Regions from separate parts of the Zea mays genome. Here region 2 is linked to region 1. The links are chromatin contacts, called in public Hi-C maps. All regions are on one chromosome and are shown on one strand. The core of a region is the stretch at or near the end of the contact, and the rest is flanking DNA. Distances in the headings are between cores, read along the strand shown. Region 1 holds the start of LOC100277564. Region 2 holds the start of LOC118472062.

Region 1 (6,164 bases), core at 2,232-4,731:
GTTAGTCCAATTAATTTGTGTTGGGCAATTCAACCACCAAAATCAATTAGGAAAAGGTGTAAGCCTATTTCCCTTTCAAGCTTCCCAAGCAAATGATTCGTCCGCTCCACCAATCCCGTCTCCCCCGACCACGACCGCGCCTGGAGCGGCGGGCCGCGCGTGGCCACCCTTGCCGTCTCCACGCCACCGCGGCGAGCGCGGTGCCCACTCGCCCACCGGGCGCACTATCACGGCCCTTGGTCCTAGGCGCGGCGTCGCCGGGCGTGAGCTCGCGAGAAGGACGTTGAGAAGCAACTCTTGTGAGATGCTTTACTTCGTAATAGAAGTCTACAATATTTCCTTTCTGTTGTTTGAGTACATGGTCTTAGTACTTATATGAATACACACCGGTATTCTGGCCCACAACTAATATGACCCAATCAGCCTGCTCATCAAAATCTTCAAAAGTTCAGACTTCATTTACCTATACTTGCACACCGTCTTCAGAGTTCAGGCAGACCACACATATCACAGAATTCGGATGTTACATTACCGCCCCGTCGAAACGTTGCTTGTCCCCAAGCAACCACATGCCATGTAATGCAGTCCGGGATCCCAAGGTCTAATTATCCAAAGGAGAAATTGTGTCTTACTTCTGTCATCATCATTCCAATGAGACCGATCAATTCTTGGATCCCTTTGCTGCCGTGGGATAGCTTCCGAATTTGTTCCATCACAGTTCCTTAGAAACCTTTTTAAAACATCTGCCGTGTCTGTTGCAACCTGGTCAGAAAAGAGAGCCACATCTCTTGGCAGTGCTATCCCTGCTTTGCTTGATGCTGATTCAGTTAACAGAATACATCCATACATTTCCTCCACTAATAAGTATCTGTCAACAGCACAGGGATCAGATCTGCAGATCATGTGTATGCCAGTGTCAAGAAGCTGACCATGAAGAGAAACCACATAATCCTGAGGTTGTTGTGTATAATGCCGATGCAATAACGGTACCACTCTCTTTGTACAGCTACCAAACCCAACATCATGCCATCCTGGGTCCAAGTTTTGGTGCTGCATTACTTTAGCAAATTCAACATTACCTTGCAGCTGTGCAGCCAAGGATTCATTTGTGACACAAAGCTGAGTCTGCTCTTTGCAAACGAAGTCACCCTTGTCTGAATTTTCCTCAACTCCATTTAAAGGCAATGGTTCTTCTTGTGCAGCCCCTTGCACTTCAACCATGTTGTTTTCTGAAGAAGAGACTTGTGATGCAGCAAGCTGAAATTCCTGCAATCCAAAACATAGCCTCCATCTGATTTTACTGCTTTCTGTATGTTTCTTTTGACTTCATCTCTTTTGCATTCCTCTAGAGACTCTTTTGATACAACAAGCTGATGTTCTCCAACAGCCTGGACATTGTCCCCATATGATGTTAATTCCTCCTCAAAAGAAGTTAGGGAGCCTTGACTTGAAACTGAAGCTTCATGTTGCATGACATTTTGCCTTTCAAATGTACTGCAAGCAGGAGACGCTTCTAGAACAGGAGGCTGAAGCTGTCTGTCATCAAGAACATGATTCTCATCTGCTTTTGGTAGCTTTTCTTCTTCTATTATTTCAGCTTGAGCTCTAGTGCATTCCTGAGAAGAGTCATCAGACACAACAAGATAATGCTGCTCACTAGCTGAGACATCATTCCCATTTGATGCTAGCTGATCCAACAACTCATCATGCCCAGTTTCCTCATCCCGGATCTCATTGTCAGACCTTGCATGGAACACTTGATCATTAGCTAATTGTTGCCGCAAATCATTATGTGAACTGAAGTCATGTAGCATGTTCTCATTACAAATCACATCTTCAACATCAGCAGCCTTGCTAGTCGATTCTTCTAAATCTTCTCCGCCTTGAGCAAGCTGCTTCAGTAAACCTTCATGCATGTGAGTTTCAGATTGCATCTCCTCATCCCAAGCCACTTTTAGACCAACTTCACTGAACATCAGGTGTGTATTGGCTTGATGTGGCATTCCAACCAACATACATGGAACATCAGACACAACACCCTGCTCACAATTGTTGTGCGTCTGGTCACCCTCCCCTTGAGCTAGCCGTTGCAATAGACCATGTGAATCAAAATCAAATAACACTTCTGCATCCCAGACCACCTTCTTAGTAGATATTTCATCGATCATGTCATGTGCGGTAGTTTCTGTCCTTGCCACTATGAGGAACTCCCTCTCTTGTGCCTTCCTTGCTGCCGCGGCCACACGGTCCGCCTGCTTCTGGAGTCGATGTTGACCCACCATCACCGCCTCCAGTCTATCTTCCAGCCGGTCCAACACCTCCATCATCTTCTCCCACTGCTCGTCACTCGTATGCTTGAATGTCGCCATGGCAGAGAACATAGGTTGTGTCAGCGTCGACGACTTCTCCGGTATCCGCCGCCAACACCACCAAGTCGACTGTCTGCCGGAGATCGACGAGCGTCGATGACGCGATGCCGATGCCGAGAGTCGTCGATGGAGACGGGAACCCGTGTCGAAGACCCTGGTCACCGCAGCAAAGACGCCGATGAGGAAGACACGAACCGCTTCCCGAGACGCCGAGGATCGGAAGCTCTGATACCACTTGTCACGGCCCTTGGCCCCAGGTGCGGCGTTGCCGGGCGTGAGCTCGCGAGAAGGACGCCGAGAAGTAACTCTGGTGAGATGCTTTGCTTCGTAACAGAAGTCTATAACATTTCCTTTCTGCTGTTCGAGTACATGGTCCTGGTACTTATATGAATACACACCGGTATTCCGGCCCACAACTAATATGACCCAATCAGCCTGCTCATCAAAATCTTCAGAAGTTCAGACTTCATTTACCTATACTTGCACACTGTCTTCAGAGTTCAGTCAGACGACACATATCACAGAATCTGTATGTTACACGCACCCTCCCCCACGTGTCCCCCCTGCCGCCTGAGGGCCCCGCCTGTCACCCACCGTCCCCAGGGTGGGCAGCCAAAAGCGACGCGTGAAGCGCTCTGCCCTGCCTGCTGCCCTCAGCGCTCGCCTCTCGTCACGCGCCCCCTTCACAGAACCCGATGCGATGGGTAGGGCTGGAAAAAAAGCTCGAGGCTCGCGAGCCGGCTCGGGCTCGATCAGGCTCGACTCGGCTCGCGGGCCTAATTCCACGGCTCGCTACACTAACGAGCCGAGCCGAGCCGGCTCGGTCCAAACTACTGCAGCTATCACTTGTCAGTTGTCAGTTTGTTTATTACTGTCCAGTCATCTAGATCCAGTGACCCGTGTGTTGTTTTGATCACAACTCACAAGGAACTAGAGTGCAGGGACATAATTTTTTATTATATGGAACATATTGTGCTTCAAATTTGAACTAACGACTGTAATTACTGTTGTTAAGTACTTGAGTTTACATGCTCGCGAGCCGAGCTGAGCCGACTCGCGAGCCTATATCGAGCCGAGTCGAGCCTCATTACCAAGCTCGCGAAGTGACCGAGCCGAGCCGAACGTGGCTCGGCTCGCCGATGGGTGCCCCTGCCCCTCGATAGTCGCGCCGCTCTCCTGCCCCGTTCGGCCGTTCCCCATTTGCCTCGTCGCCCACCGCCCCATTAGCGCCGCCCTCCCTTATCCGACCCAACGCCGCCGCCGCCGCCGCATAGACCTCGCCGGCGCCTCTGCGCCGCCCCGTGGCCTCCGGAGGTGCTATTCGCGCGCGATCCGCCGCTGCGTCCGTCGCTCTGGCATCGATTCGGCGGCGCTGGGAGGTGAGATGGATCTCTACCGCTCGAATTGGCGCCGCTTTTGGGTCGTTTGCGGGGGGTTTTGTGGGGAATTTGGTTGTGAAATGGTTTGCCGGCCATGGAGTTTGGGGGGGGGTAGGTTCGGATTTGGGCGTGGGTGGTGGGCTGGTGGCTGTGCCGTATGAGATGTGAAGCTAGTTACAGGCGGCGAGCTGCTTTTGCAAGCTCTGATGCTTCTGCCGCAGAGTTGACAAGGTCCGAATGGGAGTTAGTCTGTCTGTCTTTGCAGCTCTGTTTCTTCTGCACTTGGGTAAAAACGCTGTGAACCCCAAAATTAGGAAGATTCAGTTCAGAGGTGAGGATTAGGGGTGGGTGTCCGGTCTGAAATAGCAGTGGACCTTTGATGCCTCTGTTTGTCTTGGTCTGGTTCCAGTGATAGCTGTATCTTGTGCTAGGTTATGGTTATAGCAGTTCATCATATGAGCTTTTGGAGACCAGCAAGATATGGAAAGTTCCTGGTAATTACTTAAGTATCATTTCACTGAATGAGTAATGCTAGCTAGTTAGTGAAAAGGAACATGTCAGCACCTAACTGCACCAGATATCAGACCGCAACATCAGGATACAATACAATGCAGCGAGATAAACAGTCTACCCAACGAGTATAAATATACTATGAGCAGTATGTTGGGGCCTCAGGGAAAGGGGGTAGGCAGGGAATTGAATTCATTCTAATAATTATAATTTAGGCATAGATTAATTAAGCTAATACTGTATGATTTTGTATGGAATATATTTATACACTACTGTTAGCCATACTACCTATATGTTACATTTCAGCTGTAGAAGCGAGTTGGTTGGAGATCAGAAACAGGCTACCCAACTTGAAGATGGCACTGCGACGGGCTCTAGGATGGTCGGAAGGGGAGGTTATGCGACCAGAGTCAAAGCCCTGCTCCCGGTTAATGCGGCAGACTGCGGGCATCTTCTCCGTCGGTGGTGGTCTGGCTTTCTGGGTGCTCTGCCGCCTTCACTATGGTCAATGTTCCTATCCATCCTGCTAGCTCCCTAAAGTTTTTATTTTTTGTATAACTCCTGCATCTTGTCAGCAGTTCTCTCTCTCTCTCTCTCTCTCTCTCTCTCTCTCTCTCTCTCTCTCTCTCTCAGTGTGGTGAACCGAGAACTCAGACCATTTTGCTGAGACGGTGTCTATCCTGTAGGTCCAAGAATCACTGTTCCAAGGAGTCTCAGATGGGCGTCATGCGGAGCAGTCTCTATGAGCGCGACATCAGCATTGCTTGTGCGGCTCTTTAGCCCAGAGTGTGAGCCTCAAAACATAGCTGCCTTCGACAAACCTGAACTAAAGGCCCAATAGCATAACCGAAAACTGGTGTTAATCTACCAAGACCCATGCAAGTTTTTGTTAATCTGCCAAGATCTATCCAAGTTTCTGTCCTTGTAATGATCCAGGCAGTTCCTGTAAGATACTTTTGCGTGGTACAACCCGCCATTAATTGTTTGTTTGGGATTGCTACAGGTTTCAGTTTCAGCATGGAAGATGTGGTTTATAATATAAATCTAAATAGTTTAAAAATATATTTTTAATTTGAATAATAAATAGAATGACTTATTTGATTTTATGGAGCACCTTTATATGCTTTATAAACATAACGACATCATGTTTTATCTTATCCGGGAGTATGCAGTCAATTGACAGATCGAGGTGTGTTTTATTAGAACAGATGAGCAGCTTGGTGATGTCCTTATAAAGCCATTCTGCAAAGGCGAGATCTAGAAGCTCCGCACCAAGATTGGTCTCTCTAGTAAGTAGAGTAGAGCACATGGTTTATGAGGATTTTTGTTGAATAATTCTTGTGCTTAGGGTCTGTTTGTTTAGGATTATAATCTGTTCAGTTTATATAATCTAGCTTATATTAAATTAAGTGTTCAATAGATTAAGAGTAAACTAGATTATATAATTTAGATAGATTATAATCCTAAACAAACATGTCATTAGTGTTCAATAGATCATGTATATGGGTTGTGTAAAACAAGGTTTTGTATTTTGTATTGTATATGTCACTGATTGTAGAATGAAATTTGAAATAGAAGGTAGAATAGGAAATGAGATAGGAGAGCTGCTGGCTAATTATCTGTTTAGGTGCGTCGTCGAGATGATCGCGTGCATATATGAGCTCAGCTCTGACGTGTACTCGTATGAACGGGAGCACGCCGTACGGCAGGTTCCGTTGGCGTTCGCCGCGAAGAGGAGCATGTCGTGTCGTGCATGTCGGCCTGAGTGGGCATGACCATGCATAAAGAGTCAGAAAACGCTGCCAGTTGCAGCACCGAAAAAACCGTCCCTGTGTTCATCAGTGTGTTCGCGTGAGTTTTGTGGTTGCATTCAGGTCAAGATCGCCGGCGACGTGCATCGGCGTCT
Region 2 (6,164 bases), core at 2,296-4,795, 260 kb before region 1:
GCCTCTTGGCTTGGCCTAAGGTTACCCGTCCCAAGGAGCTGGGTGGTCTTGGGATTAGTGAGTTAAAGAGCCTCTGTTGGGCTCTGAGAGCTCGTTGGCCATGGCTGCAGAAAACAGATCCCAGTAGGCCTTGGACGGATTTCCCCACTCATGTATGTAAGGTGGTTAAAAATCTGATTGCTGCAACCATTATTACTATGCTCGGTGATGGAGCCAATACCCTTTTCTGGAAGGACAGATGGTTGGATGGGAGATGTATTAAGGACATAGCTCCTGCAATGTTTGATTTGGTGCCCCTGCGTCTTGCCAACAGACGGTTGGTTAAAGATGCTCTCCCTAATTTCCAGTGGATCTCCGATGTGAATGGGGCGATTTCAGTCAGAGTCATTGCTGAATTCCTGGAACTTTGTGAAGTGCTTGATGCAGTTGTGCTCCAGCTTGGAATAAGGGATAGACATTTATGGAAATTCAGCGCTTCAGGGGATTATACAACTAGTTCTGCTTATAAAGCTCTCTTCCTTGGTTCAGTTCAGTTCGAACCAGCAGAACGTGTGTGGAAATCTTGGGCTCCTGGGAAGGGCAAATTCTTTATATGGCTTGTGGAACATAATAGGTGCTGGACTGCTGACAGGCTTATAAAAAGAGGACTAGACCGACCTGAGCAGTGTCCCTTGTGCGACCAAGAGGCTGAAACCATAAATCATTTGCTGGTCAAATGTGTTTTTGCCAAGCAGTTCTGGTTTAATTTCCTTAGTTCAGTGGGGCTACAGGAGCTGTGTCCAGCTCATGAGGATTCCTTTGAGTCGTGGTGGAAGTCTAGCAGCTCTCGGGCATCTGATCTTTTGCGAAAAGGTTTCAATTCTTTAGTGATCCTAGGTGCTTGGACCATTTGGAAGCATAGGAATAGATGTGTCTTTGATGGTTGTAATCCCAGCTTGGCCACAGCCCTTAGGGTGGCTAGGGAAGAGGCGGTGCTCTGGTCCTTGACTCATGCCAAGGCCCTGTCCTTCCTCCAAGTTGATGAGTTGCTGGCTTAATTTAGCGTTGTGGGTCGTGTTTCCTCCATGATAGTCGGTGATCCTTAGGCAGTCGCTAGTGGTGTGTGTGCTGTAATGGGGTTCTCTCCCCCCTTTCTTATTCTTCTATTAATACAAAGATGCGCAGCTCTCCTGCGTATTCCAGAAAAAAAATATTATATCAGTTTAATTTCTATTGGATTTACACTATTTACTTATACATGCAGAAATTACTTCTTTTTGATAGTACCAAAGAGGATTCATCTGTCCTAAGGCAGCATTTTTCAGAACTGAGCAGAGGGAAAGCACATGTTATCAAAATGCATTCAAATACAATTGATATTGTTCCCCTCAATACTTCAAAAGGTGGTGGTTTAAGAATTCTACTTGATCATCTTGGAATAACAAAAGATGTAAGAATTCATTCCCATTAAAACTATATTTAGCGTTCATTTTTGTGCCTTATTTCAATCTGTCGTTTGCTCTGTTGAAATATGGAAGTGCTGGCATTAGATTTTTCTCTTATGGATGTCGTTTACTCCCCCCCCCTCCCCCTGCAGTGCGATCTTGATTCTATTGGAGACTATACCAGATGGCTAAGCAATAAATGATTCAACTGACATGATTACTGGGTCGTTCTTAAGAAAAAAATGTGGAATCGTAGGCGCGCCAAAGGAACAAAACTATTGCTCTGAAGGTTGCAAAAATTGTATGTTTGTAGCACCATCTCTTTTAGTTGGCAATTCATGTGTTTTTATATTTCGAAAAGGATTGGGTGGTGAATGTCAGCTTAGATATTTCCTTCAGGTAATGTGTACATAGATTCAAAGTATGTAACTTCAGCGGAAACTAGCCTTTAATTTCAAATACCATGAATTTTTTGTTCGTCTTCTGAACAGATCATTTTGTTGAGATACATGTGAAGAGAATTGAATGGGCCACATCCTTGTGCAACTGGAGCTTACCATGTGACATTTGCTTTTGTCCAAAGTCATCTGCAACACCATTTTTAACTCTACATAGATTTTTTTGTAGTTTTGTTTTGTGTAGCATAGCATTGATAAATGTTGCTAAATAAACGAGTTAATGGTTTCTCCACGTTGTTGATATTTGTTCGAATGAAACTAATGCTGAAGTATAATTTATGGTCAGGAATTCAATGGATGCATTGTGATGACGATAACTGTATTTTCTGCCATGTTGGGCTTTGTTTATTATGACTCACCGTTACTCATTACATCCATTTGATTGATCGATCTTTTTATTTATCATGAAATGAAGCACATAAGAAATCAGGTTGATTGTAGAAACAAATATTGTTCAGATTTTCATGCATAAAGCACACACGAAGCACAGCTCGTCAATGGAAAGTGGAGGCTTGTCACCCTAGTTTTCCCTTTGTTACAGATCAATATGTGTTGCAACTCTCTTGTTCTGGTGGGCATATGATTTAGTGCTGATGTTCAAATTGCTGGTGTTGCTAGTTCCTGGCATTACTCTAGCAAATGAACCATTTGAGGGCCTCTTTGCTATCATCTTGTTGCACGGCCTTGATACAATGATTGTCCGTTGGTTCATGTCTAATCCTACTGAATAGCTTTTGCTTGCTCTCATCCTCTTACTGTATGAAACTTTCTTTGCAAGGTCTTGAACACTTGTAGCATCAGATATAGACGTGAATGATTGGGCCTTCCCTTGGTAGTAATTGGACAGCCCTTTCCTGTGGAAATCGTGTTAATTGAACATGAGTTGGAATGCTTTGCATCTGAAGTGAAATTTATAGAAGTAATGTTGACTATCCATCTTTTATAATCATGACATTGTGTTATATATCCACTCAGTATTTTTTCCTTTCAGCAAATATACATATGAAGTTGAACTCTGCTGCATGCTTATCATAGATCTTGTGCAAAAGGGAACCTCTACTAGTTATCACAGAGCAGTATCAAGTTTTGTTGAGCTGAAAGTGAATTTGCAAGCTTTTTATAACAAATAACAGATCATTCCATTGTATGGTAGGGACAGAAGCTTGCTGGTTTAATAGAAGATAATAGTGCAAAGAAATCGCAAAACTTATTGAAGCATTTGTAATTTTGAGGCTATATCTTTTTCTACCTTCATCATGAATGTAAAAGTTACAAAACTACATTGTGAAGCCACATTGTGATTTATTTGTAGAAATTGGACAGCTTTTATGACTTTTCTTCAAGGTAAATGATTATAAACATGCACCTGATTGGAAGCTCATCTAGCAGCGAGGATAACTCATACAGGGGACCCTCGGCGTCCAGATGCAACGTGCTCGAAGATGCTGAGGATGGCTCAGAGCGATGGCCAGGTGGGGAAGAAGTTGCATCATCAGACACGTTGGAAGCTGATGAGCACAAGGACCCACTGGACGCGCCCGAGAAGGAATTGTAAGACTCGGAGCTTTCGTCACCTGGTTTATTGCAAATCTCCTTGTGACACGAGGGTACTCCATGAGGTGCTAAGTTGTAAGGCTCTGCCATTCAATGTTTTGACATCAAAGGGACGCAGCTTATGTGGATATATATAGGAGAAAAAGGGAGAGCTATCCAAGTGGTTGGATAAGCGTCTTGTTTAGTCGGAGAAATTTTGTGAACTCACGGCCGGAGAGCGAGTGATAGTTGCCCTTACTCCATGTGATCTTGATAGATTAGTACATTAATATTTCTTCATTTCTTGTGCTATTTTATTACTTATGAACTCCGTCTCTTCGTTGTTGACATGAAGCAAGAAATGGACATCTGTCACTTATTTGGATAAATCAATGATAACTTAGCTGATGGGGAGCATGCGGAACAACGCCCTTCGGGCTGAGACAGACAAGCATGTTACCTCCGGCCAAGAAAAAGAGAGTTATCCCAGCGGATTAGGAAGGATAAGGTAGATTATGGCGGCAAGAAGGTGCTTTCTGTTAGCCTGGGGCTCATGCCTAGGGTGTTAATAATGTTAAATAAGAGTGAGATTAGTTTCTTTATTGTGGTGTGGTAGACTTGTGGAGCCAATCGGCTGGATCTCAGTCAGGTCGTCGTCAACACTCCCTTATCATGCACACACATGAATCTTTTTAACTAGGCAACGACTGCTATACAAACAGTCTAAGCGTACAAGCAAATATCTGATTTATTATATCGTGATCCAACCGTAGATCATATTTAACACTTAAACCCTTTCACCACCAGCTCAATAATTTTTATAAAAAACCTCTAACAAATCATGGTTGTATTTATGGTTGGATCGTAATCTAATGGATCAGATAGTTTACTTGCACGTTTGAAAAAAAGACTGCTTGTATAGCAGTCATTGCCTATGCTTGTCGATCATCGAATCAGCTACGTCTACCGACCGTACTGTCGATTTCATTATCTACCATCGTCAAACATAGTGTTTCAGGGTACAACATTTACCGTTTGTCTATAGTAGTTTCAACGTCGTTACATCAACTTTTTTTTACAGACTTTAGCACAACGCTTTATTAAAATAAAAAAATCATATGAGTCCATAATTAAACAAATAAAACAAACAATTTATAAAAACATAAATGAAAATTACATAATTTCCGAAGCTAAGAAAATTACATAATTTATAAAAAGAAAAAAAATACTATAATTTACGGAAACAATTGCCAGTTGCGTACGTGTGTTACGCGTAAAGGGTGATGCATCTGTATGCATAGTGCTTTTGGAGCCAAGCACTGAACGCTACCGTGTAAAGAGTGATTCTCACGTTACGGTTAAGCCACGTAGAATTTCTAAAATATATAACTGCATATGATTTGCCAGGCATAAAGCAGTAGACTTTTTCTGCAGAAAACACTAGCCACAGCAACGCATCTCCAATACTACCTGAATACCTGAATGAAGAGATACCCTCACTGTACTTGCAACGTTACGTGCAAGCTTGCAACGACGGAGGCGCACAGGCATGGACACCTCAGCAACTCGCACAAGGTGAAGGTAGGAAGAGAATGCCTTTTGTCGCCTTGTTCCGGCCTTCCCTGCAGCTCCAGAGCACTGGTTGTCAGAGCCTAACTAGGCCCACCGAGGGGCTACGGTAGCAGCAGTCATAGGCTCTTCAAGGAAGATTAGATAATGATAGTTAGAGATAAGATTAGAAAATTAGTTGAGACTATTTAAGAGATTAGTTAAAATTATTTAGGAAAGTTATCAGTTAGTAATTTGTTGAGAGTTTTAAGAAGATAAGGATCTCTAGCTAGATAGGGGTAGTCAGCCGACCTATTTATGTAATCAATGGATGAGATATAAATCAGTTAAGAATTAGAAGGGAGAAACACTCTTTTTGCTCGGCCGTGGGTACAGGCCTCCGGCCGACGTTCCTGCCCATCGATATCCCTCTCCAATCCGTCACCGATCTAGCGACCATAACAGTGGTATTGCTTATAATTCAGAATTTCGACACTGGTTTTCACTGTGCTTAATGGTCAATGGACCTCTAAAATCGACCTTGGTTGCTCGACCATTCCTCTCATCCATTTTTTGAGAGAACTTCTCAACAGAAAGAACTTTAACTAAATATTCTAAAATATTCCGCTGTTGCAACAGTAAAACCTCAAAAAATCTAGATTATAGGACAACCTACTACAGCCCCTCTGTTATTTTCTATTTGTCGTGTTTTAGTTCAAAACTAAACTAACAAATGACAAATATTCGAGAACGGATGTAGTAGTATATTTGAGACCCTTAAAAGGGTGTTCTATAATTTTTTGACCAAATTTTATAAGATAAGTATTGTTGGAGTAGTTTTTCATGGGTAGAACCATATATTTTAATTTGAGCCAAAGGTTTAAGATATTGTTGGAGTTACTCTAAGGCCCACCAAACATAAATGGCGTAGAATGGATCCATCATTCAGCTAGCATCAGTGTACGTTACATCCATGCTATTCGCATCATATTATTGTATATTTCGGAAACATGTTTATACATCGAGTAAAACTGATTTAGAAATTTTCTAGATATTTCTCTGCTTTTTTCTAGAGCTTGTTTTGAAAACCGTCTTCCAAACCACTTCAAACTGCTTCATATTGGAAGGCTGGACGTCAGGTGGAGAAAGTCGCGGATGAGCCGCTTGGCCTCGGCCAACCTACGTTCAGTTATAGATGTTC

What was found. Hi-C and Micro-C count contacts between places; a contact is called where the count stands out from the background.
Region 2: a Hi-C map of ear shows a contact between it and region 1, with 3 times the contacts expected there. The contact joins the promoter of LOC118472062 here to the promoter of LOC100277564 in region 1. A contact is called at or near these places in 3 of 25 Hi-C or Micro-C datasets (ear, leaf and tassel).

What each region holds. Positions count from the first base shown.
Region 1 is chr5:154,884,614-154,890,777 of Zm-B73-REFERENCE-NAM-5.0, reverse strand. It overlaps LOC100277564, which reads left to right and starts at 3,481. Exons shown (of 3, transcript NM_001151088.2): 1 at 3,481-3,748; 2 at 4,565-4,762; 3 at 4,945-5,318. The coding sequence starts at 4,615. The coding sequence ends at 5,099.
Region 2 is chr5:155,141,023-155,147,186 of Zm-B73-REFERENCE-NAM-5.0, reverse strand. It overlaps LOC118472062, which reads right to left and starts at 3,545. Exons shown (of 2, transcript XM_035959151.1): 1 at 3,249-3,545; 2 at 2,300-2,736. The coding sequence starts at 3,526. The coding sequence ends at 2,418. It overlaps LOC103627072 (haloacid dehalogenase-like hydrolase family protein), which reads left to right. Exons shown (of 13, transcript XM_035959150.1): 11 at 1,264-1,429; 12 at 1,577-1,725; 13 at 3,272-3,798. The coding sequence ends at 1,356.